Regions from separate parts of the Astyanax mexicanus genome. Here region 2 is linked to region 1. Evidence: chromatin contacts called from public Hi-C data. All regions are on one chromosome and are shown on one strand. Each heading gives the region's core, a stretch centred on a gene start, on an enhancer-like site or on the middle of the called end of the contact. The rest is flanking DNA. Distances are from core to core; before and after follow the strand shown.

Region 1 (5,289 bases), core at 1,499-3,998:
AGTATGTTATCAGCGCTTTTATTTACTCTTAGTAGTAAATGCCACTGAGAGCATGTTGGTAGGACAGTTATGTGGACGGCATGTGAAGTTTATACTAATCTCTGAGTTGTAGTTGAAAACTTTAGTCTTGCAAGTCTTAACCTCTTTTGCCAGAAAAAATGCTGAAGTCCAGCAAATGTTCTTTTCTGTTAGTGGTGGCCAGCATGTTTTTTTTTTTTGTTTTTTTTTCCTGACTAATTAAGCCACACTTTCCTTAAGCCTTATTAGTGAATGACTGCTAGCTGTCTGTACACACAGAGAGCTTAGCCAAACACTGACTTACACACTGCTTCTATATCTGCACGCAACTGTTATACATATTTAATATTCAATGGACATGTTAAGACTCTGTTGCTTGTGCAGGGCTAACTGTGCTGACTGTATCTGATGATTGTTGTTGTTGTAGATGTTTGAGGCTGAGGAGGATGGGGCGATCACAGAGGATGAACTGGCCTGTATCCTGCGGACTGCTCTCGGGGTGGCGGAGCTCAGAGTGTCCCGTCTATTCAGTGCCATCGATGTGGAGGACAGTGGAAAACTTACATTTGGTGAGTCCCCTCCCCCTAAATTACACAAACGCATGCTGTATTTTACTCAAGTGGTCCAACTACTTTAGAGCGGTGTTTTTACTAGTACTTACTAGTAGCTCCCATAATCTTATAAGAAAAAGCATTACTTAAAAAATAGAATCCTGTAGAGAAGCTGCTTGATGTTTACTAAAGCGGTCTGTGTGGATCTACTAGAAAATATGATGCGTAGAACACACTTACTCATGCACTAGACATGGATTCACACTAGTGTTTATTCTAAACTCTACTGGTTTGGTTTATGCTGCCATATGTAGAGCTCAGGATAGCCTGTGTATAAAGACTGTCACAAGTGCAAGCCGCAAGCCATTCACAAGTTAACAACATGTGAAGCTAAACTTGGCTTAGTTTGACTCCTAGTTTGTGTCTCACAATGACAAGAGCAAATTGCAAACAGATAACAAGCAATTACATTTTAAATCAAGTTTTTTCTCATTCTTTTTCTTCTTTCTTTGGGATGGTTTGACTTGAGCTACATGTTTTTGTATGTATAGTACCAGTCAAAAGCTTGGACACTTCCTCATTTAATGTTTTTAATTCTATTTTTTTTTTTCTTTTTTTTTACACGCATACATAAATGAATACTGAAATCACCCAGGCTATAATGGAACACATAAGGAATTGTGTAGTAATCTCAAAGTACTTTGTGAAGCATTAAGGTGCTCTTATCTGTGATGCTGTTAATTGTTAATGGTTTCTGAGGCTGGTAATTCTGTGTAACAGAGGTAACTTCTGGTCTTCCTTTCCTGGGGTGGTCCTAATGAGAGTCAGTCTCATCATAAAGTTTTTCATGGTATTTGCGACTGCACTTGTGTAAAGTTTCAAAGTGGTATTTTTCAAAGTGACTACCGTATTTTTCGCACTGTAAGGCGCACCAGATTATAAGGCGCACTATTAATAAACAACTATTTTCTGGTCTGTGTTTTTTTTTATATAAATATGCATAAGGCGCATAAGTGCATTTTATAAAAAAAACTAGTAACTAGTCATAGGAACAGGGGTGTAGTCATGGTTTCCTTCTAAAGTACAGGCTACAGTCTCACCTCTGAAGAGCAAAGGCGCTAGCTCTGTGGTTAGCAGGTAATGCTAATGCTGCTCAGGCAGTGCTATCCGGGGTTAGCAGCAGGCTACAGGTCGATAATACTCACCTCTGAGCGGCTAAATAGTTACCGCTCAGCACGGTTAGTGGCTAATGCTAATGCTGCTCAAGCAGTGCTATCCAGGGTTAGCAGCAGGCTACAGGCTGATAATACTCACTTATAGATGGCCAAAGAGCTAGCTAGCACTTCACGTGGTTAGCAGCTAATGCTAATACTGCTGGAGAACTAAATTGAATCTTCTGTATTACGCTGTAATTTAGCAGAGTGTCTTTACTGCTCCTTACAACCTGACTGCGAAAATTCACACATAAAGCGCAACAAATTAAAAGGTGCACTGACAATTTTTTGGAAAAAATTAAAGGATTTTAAGTGCGTCTTATAGTTGGAAAAATACGGTACCTTACTTGCAAGATTGCAATATTTTGTTGTTTGCAACATGCATTGCTTTTGGTAGAGAAGTCATAGAGGGAAAATTCATGCATACTCATTTTCTCTGTGATGCTGCAAGTCCTGAAATGTGAATATTGCACATACATTGCGTTGACTATGCTGAAATAATATGTTGTGCAGCCCTGGTTTAAACCATAGTGTGAATCACACCGCAACTTCTGATTTGCCATCACACCGTCCAACATGTTTTTTTTTTTTTTTGTGATTTTCTTATGATCCTGTATTTGCTTGTTTTACAATAAGTCGTTTTTAGTCATGTGATAACATGCAGGTAAGACTAAACATGTTTTATCCTGTAGTTCTGCAGTTCTTTGACCGTGTGAACACAAACACTGTGCATTGCTGTTTCTAACTGTCATTTTACTTCTCCCCTCTCTACTTCTCTTCTTATTCTCTTGCGCCTCCTTGTGGCAGAGATGTTCCGGAGCTTTGCAGAGCAGCGGCCGGACTTTGCTGAGGAGTTTCTGTATGCAGATAACGCAGGCTTCTGGGGCACCCCGACCTCCAGCGCCTCCAGCCCCGTCTCTAACGGCTTCTGCGCCGATTTCACCCCCAGCGAGCATCACGCCACTCACAAGAAACACGACTGAACATCCCGCCCCCCCCGGGCCTCTGATTGTGTGCTGTCCGGTTCTGGAGAAGAGACGGAGAGAAAGGAAGAGAGAGCATGGAGGTCACTGGACTGCCATTGTTCTAGAAAATACAAAGTTTACTCCTGTCAGTCAGGACATTTGTGTGGTTCTTTGGTAACCTTCACCTCTTCTCCTCTCTTTCTGTCTTGTCTTTATTCTCGTTCTCTGCCCCTTTTGTCTGCTTTTTTGTTCTGTTTCTGTTTGTAGTTTTTTGAAAAAGGGAAAACCATTCTGAGAGCCAAAAGATGGTGGGGGGAAATTTGCTTACTTGAAGGCCAAGCACTTAATTTTTTTATTTTATTATTATTATTTTTTTTTTCATTTGTTGAGGAGGAAACGGTTTCATAGGTTAAGGAAATTAAACCACAAAGTCGGTTCAGATGCGAAGCTCCTCTCTCTCGCTCCTTTTTTTTTTTTTGGGAGGGACTGTAGATGCCTTTCTTCTAAATCTCCTTTAGTAAGCATTGCATGGGCTTGATGCTTGTTAACAGTATTATTCCAGTATTTTGACTGAAGGCTCACAAAAGCACTGGTGACAAATATCTGGCTTCCATACACTAAGAAAGGAGGATCAGATTTGAGGTGCATTTTAGCCTAAATCAATATGCTGGTCTGAATTGAACTGAGCCAGTCAATTTTTTTATGATGATTTGTTATTATTTCTGAATTTAATTTGTTGTTTTCTCTTTGTTTCTTTAGTGTTTTTCTGTATTTGTTTGTTTAATTTCTGTTTTTATTTTTAAGCTCAGGGGGGTTGGTTAGTAGACTGAAGCTTGTGTCTTGTTGAGCACCATGTGTAAAGGTAGCGGTGGTGAGTGCATGTGATAGTTAATGGATCTCCACTACTTTGAGAAATGCAGATTCTTTTTGGCATTTGGCCAGGTCAGTTCCTCCCTGTGACCAGTACAGTCTCAGCTGTGTGTTGAGAATTCCAGACTAGCTGCAAGTGTAAAGGTCAGTTTAGACTTAAGACGGGGATTAAGCCTGGGTGTTCAATATATTTTCCTTACAGTGGAAAATCTCCAGTCAGAATGCTGTGTAGTCTAAGACTAGGCTTAATCCCTGGCCGTAAGGGTTTACTCCTCTCTTTACTACTCTTTTTGTTTCTTGATTTGATTTATATGTATTTTTTTTTTTTACCCCTAACAAAATCGACCATCAGATCAACAAGGACCAAAAGTCTTCTACTTGCATGTAATCTGTGGTACTTCTCTAGCATCCACCAAGATTCTGAAGAGTGGCAGGGTTGAATAGAGCGGTTCTTAGCTGACAGATCTCTGTATCTATATTGCGACATGTTAGCATTCCTGTATGTCTATATTTTGAGACTTAGCTCCAAGCTTAGCCTTGAGGCCGTCCCTGCTGGAACACAGCATCACATAAGTATGCCCTTTTTTTTTTTTTAATAAAGGAAACTGAGCGAGGTTCAGCGGGTCTGTTGCATCGCTCCTAAAGAAGCAGTTTGTTGTAATCCAGCGTTTCTCAGCCTTGGTCCTGAAGGCCCATTGCCCTGCACATTTTAGTGCTTTCCCTGCACCTAGGGACACTTACAATCAACGCAATCAAATACTATCAACTGAACAAAACACAGGACACAGGAATTCCAGTCAATATGTGGGAACACACACACACACACAGACAGTTTATAATTAATTATAACCTGCCTGTTTTCATGCTTTGCTTTGGGAGAAAACCACGTGGACACATTGACATTCACCCAGACTTGAACCCATGATCCCAGTGCTAAAAGGAGAATGTGCTAATTACTAAGGGAGCATCACAGTACATCTAAAAACTGATATCACAATACTGTACTCAATATAATACTCAATATACTGTACACATATATATATATCAGAAGACAGCTCTCTATAATAATTATTAATTAAGAGCATCTATGTTTCAATAAAAATACTAATATTTGACACCGTATATCGATACAATATAATCAAACCTATGCAGTAGGTCACAATTTCGATATATTGCCCCACCCCTAAACATTCCTACTTTAACTTATTAATGGACTGTTAATGAGATGCTTATCATCATGATGATGATGACTATTTGTATTTTCTTATTTGCTTATTTAGTGCCTTTATAGAACCCAGGGGCACTTACAATCAATGCTTTACACAATCACTCTATACCCACAACTCAACCAAAACACACAGCAGCCAGAACTGACCTTCAATAGAGCACAGCATGCTCTTAACCAGAAACAACCACACTGACACAGGGCCGAGTGGCAATCCATTTCTGGAGATTAAAATTTACCCAGACAGGGATTAGAACCCAAGTCCCCAGTGCTGACAGGAAGATGTACATACTATTCAACAAGCCACTATGGTACATTTTTGATCACTGTACTGTAAGTTAAATCAGGTGCAATGAGAGCATGGAAAACACTAAACATATGCAGGACTGGGCACCTCCAGTACCAGTGCTGAGGAACTCTGACACTCGGATTTAATCTATTTAATT
Region 2 (5,289 bases), core at 1,894-4,393, 43 kb before region 1:
CTTAAGCTTTACCTCAGCTAAGTATGAAGACAATATGTTAAATATTAGCTGAAATTAATATTATTAGTTGCTGAACATGCAGCATGTATTTTTAGCATCTTGGAAATAAAACAGGGTGAAGGTTGTAATTTCAGTGAAAGGTAACTTTCTTAAAGAAAGCTTTATTTCACAGTTATCAGTCAAAAGTTTGGACACCCTTTTAATTCTGTGTTTATTTTATTATTTTGAATTAATATTTTGTGTTTGAGGGCATCAGTGTGTTGGGAGGAGGTAGAGTTGGTATACAGTGAATATGCTCTAATCCATATTATGGCAAAAACTACTCAACTTAGTAAAGACTAAAAGACAAAAAATGCTTTAGAAAATGAAGGTCAATCAATGTAAAAATAATTCTCATGTGCATTCACAAAGATAGTTATCAAAAAGGTTATGATAAAACTGGCTCTTATCAGGACCACCAGGAGTTACCAGCCTCAGAACACGCAAGTTAACAGCACCCCAGATAAGAGCCACCTAAATGCCTCACAGAGTATTTTAGTTAGTTTAACACTTTTAAGTTACTACATGATACAAATATGAAATTTTGACTGGTACTGTATATGTACAACTTAACCAGGCAGCACTGCAGACCTGGCAAAATATATATAAATATATACCGTCACACCAAAGAATGAGTGATTTACTTCACTTTTATGAAATGTTAACAATTATGTTGTAGACAAAAATATTATATTATATTTTATATAAGTATTAACCCAGTAATTGAATTTAATTCCCTGAGTTTTAATGTGACGAGCCTCAGACAAAACACTGTGCACCACCACCCACTTGCCCACACTTACAGACAAAATTACACAAACCTACTATATGTAGCTCCTTATCCATTTAAAAATAACACAATGAAAGCACTCAACTCCATCACAAATAAAGAAGCTTAAGGACTGTGGGAAATCTCCTCAGTGTAAACTGAACAGTTGGCATGTTTTCTACACAGCAGCAGATGGCAGCATCCCGGTATATTATTCTTTACCTTTAACAACCACAAGATGGTGACAACACCTCACAGAAATGTCTGGCAATTTAATTATTATTATTTTTTTTTTCAGGTAGTTGAATTGTAGTCCATACAGTGACTGGACTAAACAGAGATGACCTGACTGCACCTCATCTTTTTTCTAATTGCAGCCCATCTATTGTGTGAAATATGTGATTGGTCAGTGCAAAGCAACAGAGCATGATTCATTTTCTGATATGACAAAACAAGATGGGTCTGAAATGGGCAACCATGATAGAACCCTTAATATACAGCCTATAGGGGGTCCATGTATCCTTAGCCTAGTTAGCCAATGAAAGCCACAATCTGTGCTCATACCGGCAAAAAAATATAAAACCCAGCATGTGTGACCCATTGGGGCCCCACACTCTTATCTATTTTATACCCATCATTAACCCACATGGGCCCATATGAGTATGTTGGCTGCAAGGGCTCCTACACAAACTCCATAAGTATGAAAAACTTTGTAAAACTGTGTAAAACTTTCCTATTAGGAAAGCCTGTTGCCGTTTTCCTCTACTTACAGTGAGCAGCATCATTTTTCTGATAGCCAGTTTGCAGGTTTATGTTTTTTCTTTAGCTTTATGTATAATTATATTCTTTAAAATGCAGTCGACAGATTTTTAATATGCAGCACACCTACAGATAAGGAACCTAACCTATGCAGCTCTATACATCCCCTCCTCCGTCCAAAAATATCATGCAGAAATTGCTCAGCTCCCATCGACACAATAAAGGAGATCAGTACTGAAGACAGAAATAGGCCTTCGCCCACTGCTTCAGATGAGCTGAAGTTTCTGGGCTAAGAAAGAAGGGTGGTTGGTTTGATCACTCCACATCATTAGATACAGACAGAACAGCTTACAGGGAAGCCTGTGGCTATAACAGATTATATGTATGCTTCTATTGGAGTGTAAGAATCTGCTTGAGGTATACAAGTCTGTTATGCTTATGCATTATGCAGCCTTTTTGATACACAGACATACGAGAAAATCATATGTAAAGAGATGTATCTGGGTATTAAATAAACCATTCCATCAAAGAAACCTTGACTATACATGACTGATTTCAGGTCCTAAATGAGGCCATAAAAAACACTAATGGTATGAACAGTAAACCACAGATAAACTAAAGTAATTTGACATGTTTTTGTTTCAAATTAACCACTCAGAACACTTTTATTGGTAATTTCATTTTACTGTTCAAAACCATGACATTTTCACATGAAATGAAGGACAAAGTAAATAAAAGAATAAAAGATATTTAATATTTTTTTCTGTTTTCAGAAATGGCAGATAAAAACTACTTTTCTGGTAGTTGAATTATAATACTATTACTAAACTACAAATAATAGCAGCTTCATCTTTCTTTCTCTATAAAGTGCTAATATTTGCTTGTTTTTGCATGCAAGTTGTGGTACACAATACATGAAACAGGCTGCAACATTCATATGAATATATTTTTTTGTAATACACAAGAGTTAAAACATCTCATAGTATAAACACAAAACAACACACATCCCTCCCACACATGCTCGGCGCATGCGTTCTTGAGACCCAGCGCGCATGCGCTTTTTAACCACTCACAGCGGCGCAGGCGTGGTTAGGCTGGCTGTGTCCGACTCCTGAAAGCTTCGGTTCATTAGAATCGATTCTTTTCAATGAATTAACCCGACTGACTCAAAAGCAACAATTTAAAAGTTTTTGGAAGCATATAAAGAGGAATGTTTGGGTTTGAATTTGGGAGTGACTGTTCCAGAAACCCAACAATCCTTCCTATTTTCACCCAACATATTTACTGCACAAAATATTGCCGTACATTAGCTAATATTTAGTTTTCATGATCCCACATGAACTGAAAGGGTTTTGGAGCATTGAATTTGCCATTTATTATCAGTGTATATATTGATTTATTGAAAAAATAATTCAAACTAATACAATAATAAAACAATAAATTAAATTAATACATTGCTTTGTTTTTGACTGATTCTTATAATTCATGTTGAGGAGATAACAACTTCACACATGTGCACATGTTTTGTGAATCAGTGAATCTGTTGTTCGGTCCTCAGTCAAATTCATTGAGAAGACCGTTCGGAAGAATCGGTTCAGTAAGCTGAATCGAGTTCTCCATCACTAGGAGCCGTTCCTGTAAGCCAGTCTTTTCGGGTGTCGTGCCTCGCTCTCTTTTTACTTGCCCCATCGGGACTCTATTGCCCCCTGCCCCGCTTCCACCACATGAGCCGCTCGGTCGCGAAAAACAGCGCCAGGTAAACCCACAGAGAGCCCCGTGGAGACGATGAGAGTGGCCGGCAGCAGACGGAGCTCGGCGGACGGGAGGAAGGAGCTGGCTCTCCCCGTCACCAACCCTTTCGTACACGACCTGAGGTTCACCCCATGGCAGAAGCTCCAGGTACGAACCATGCATTACTGCAGCCAGACCTCCATGCACATGTGCTGCTGCAGCTCGGCCTCGCTGCGTTTAGCCAACAGATCCATGTGTTGTGTTGGCTAACTAGCTTTAACTAACCTAACTAGAGTTAACGCTAACTTGGTGCAAACAATTAGCTAGTTGGCTAACGTAGCTAAATAGCAAACAAGCGTTATTTCAGAAAACAACAAAAGGCGTTTTTTAAAAGCTCAGCTTTTAAGTGCACATCTGTTTAGTTAACGTTAACTAGCTAACCTTGCTAGCTAGCTAGAGTTAACATAGCCACATGAGCCTTGAAGGGGCCACAACCATGTTTCTTAATGTGCTTTTTATGTAAGGAATATTTACATAAAAGTCCATGGTAGCTAAGCACTTCATTATTTAATAGTATAATGAAGCATAACGTCTGCTAGTAAGCTGAATTATTATAAGATGTTTTAGGTCTCGTGTATTATGAAAAATCATCTTAATATGAATGTTGCAGCCTGTTCATGTGTTGTGTACAACTTGCCTGCAGAAATAAGCAAATATCAGCACTATCAACCTAATACTTATTGCTTATCTATCTATCTATCTTATGACTTACTAACTTACCCTATACTGAACTGTTTCGCTGGCTGATGATAATAAAGTAACGTTATTTTATTGCTAAGCATCCGTTATTTATGTATGGCGATTAAGAATGTATAACAAGCACCACAGGCGTTAAATGCTTGTGGAGTTTTCTTTAATTGTTCTCCTATAATAACAAATATAGGTAACAGCTAACTGTTAGCTAGCTAGAGATCCCACTTCAGCCTTCATTACTGTTAATCTGTTATAGCTAAATGCGTGTTTCTTACCCCTGGTCATGGAAACACACCGCCCTGCATATTTTAGTGATTTTTGTACTTTAACACACCCTCTGTCAATAAGTCAACAATGGACTGTTAATCAGTTATTTGATTTGGATCAGGTAGCTAGTTAAGCCGTAGGTCTGAAGTAGGGAAAGCACTACAACGTGCAGGGTAACGTTAGTGTGCCTGGAGAAGCAGAGAGAAATAGCGTTAGCTAAATACTTGCTTTAGATGCAGTTTTGGACAATAAACTGTTGAATGAATGAAGGCCATTGCTGATTTCACATGTATATCAGTTTTTTTTTTTTTTTTACTAAATTTGCTATTTATTATCTGGGTTCCGAAATATCACACCGTTATTACCTCTAAACTAGGATAGTTAAGTGGTTAAAGCTAGCTAGCTTAGCTAGCTTCATATCTTTGCCAGCAACATCATTTATCATTTAGCTAACTAGCTTAGCTAGCGTTAGTTAGCCGACTAAAGCACCGGGGTGGCTAACAGTTAGCTAACGTAGCTAACACACTTTTCTTCTGTTTAAGGATAAACAATCTCAGATATTCCCTCAAATCAGTTATAGATTGTAGTTCTGCAATTTGTAAGTTTTAATTCATACCAGAAGTAGTAACGTTAATGTTTTGTTTATTTGCAGTTTTCCGACCCTCGCTAGCTAGCTTTGTTTTATCGAGGGCCTTTCATATGGACGTTGTAACGTTAGCTTGCTAGATAGATAAATAGATAGCTAGCTTAGCTTGCTAGCAGCCCTCACTTTATTGAGCCTGTGGGAAACTCTAAAGACTCTAGCTCTAACGGTTTATAGTCCGAGAACTTGACTTTCTTGACTAAATACACAAGTAGTGGAAATTCGTGTCTGGTAAATTATTTGTATAGCTGGCGGCGCTGTTACAGTGGTTAGGCAGGTCGGACAGGTTCCTAGTGTGTAGTGTGTGGGATTGAGAAGGCGGGGAGCA

Evidence for each region. Hi-C and Micro-C count contacts between places; a contact is called where the count stands out from the background.
Region 2: a contact with region 1 is called in a Hi-C map of muscle, with 12 times the contacts expected there. The contact joins the promoter of LOC103025629 here to the enhancer-like site in region 1. A contact is called at or near these places in 2 of 3 Hi-C or Micro-C datasets (both in muscle).

Annotation. Positions count from the first base shown.
Region 1 is chr6:28,509,475-28,514,763 of AstMex3_surface, reverse strand. It overlaps LOC103025629 (lysophosphatidylcholine acyltransferase 1), which reads left to right. Exons shown (of 14, transcript XM_007254532.4): 13 at 446-587; 14 at 2,591-4,232. The coding sequence ends at 2,766. Among protein-coding and RNA genes, the nearest start is that of slc6a3, 20 kb to the right of the region's middle. Within about 2 kb of position 2,748, the one cell type or tissue checked has an H3K27ac peak away from gene starts, as active enhancers do.
Region 2 is chr6:28,552,515-28,557,803 of AstMex3_surface, reverse strand. LOC103025629 (lysophosphatidylcholine acyltransferase 1) reads left to right here and starts at 3,143. Exons shown (of 14, transcript XM_007254532.4): 1 at 3,143-3,466. The coding sequence starts at 3,353.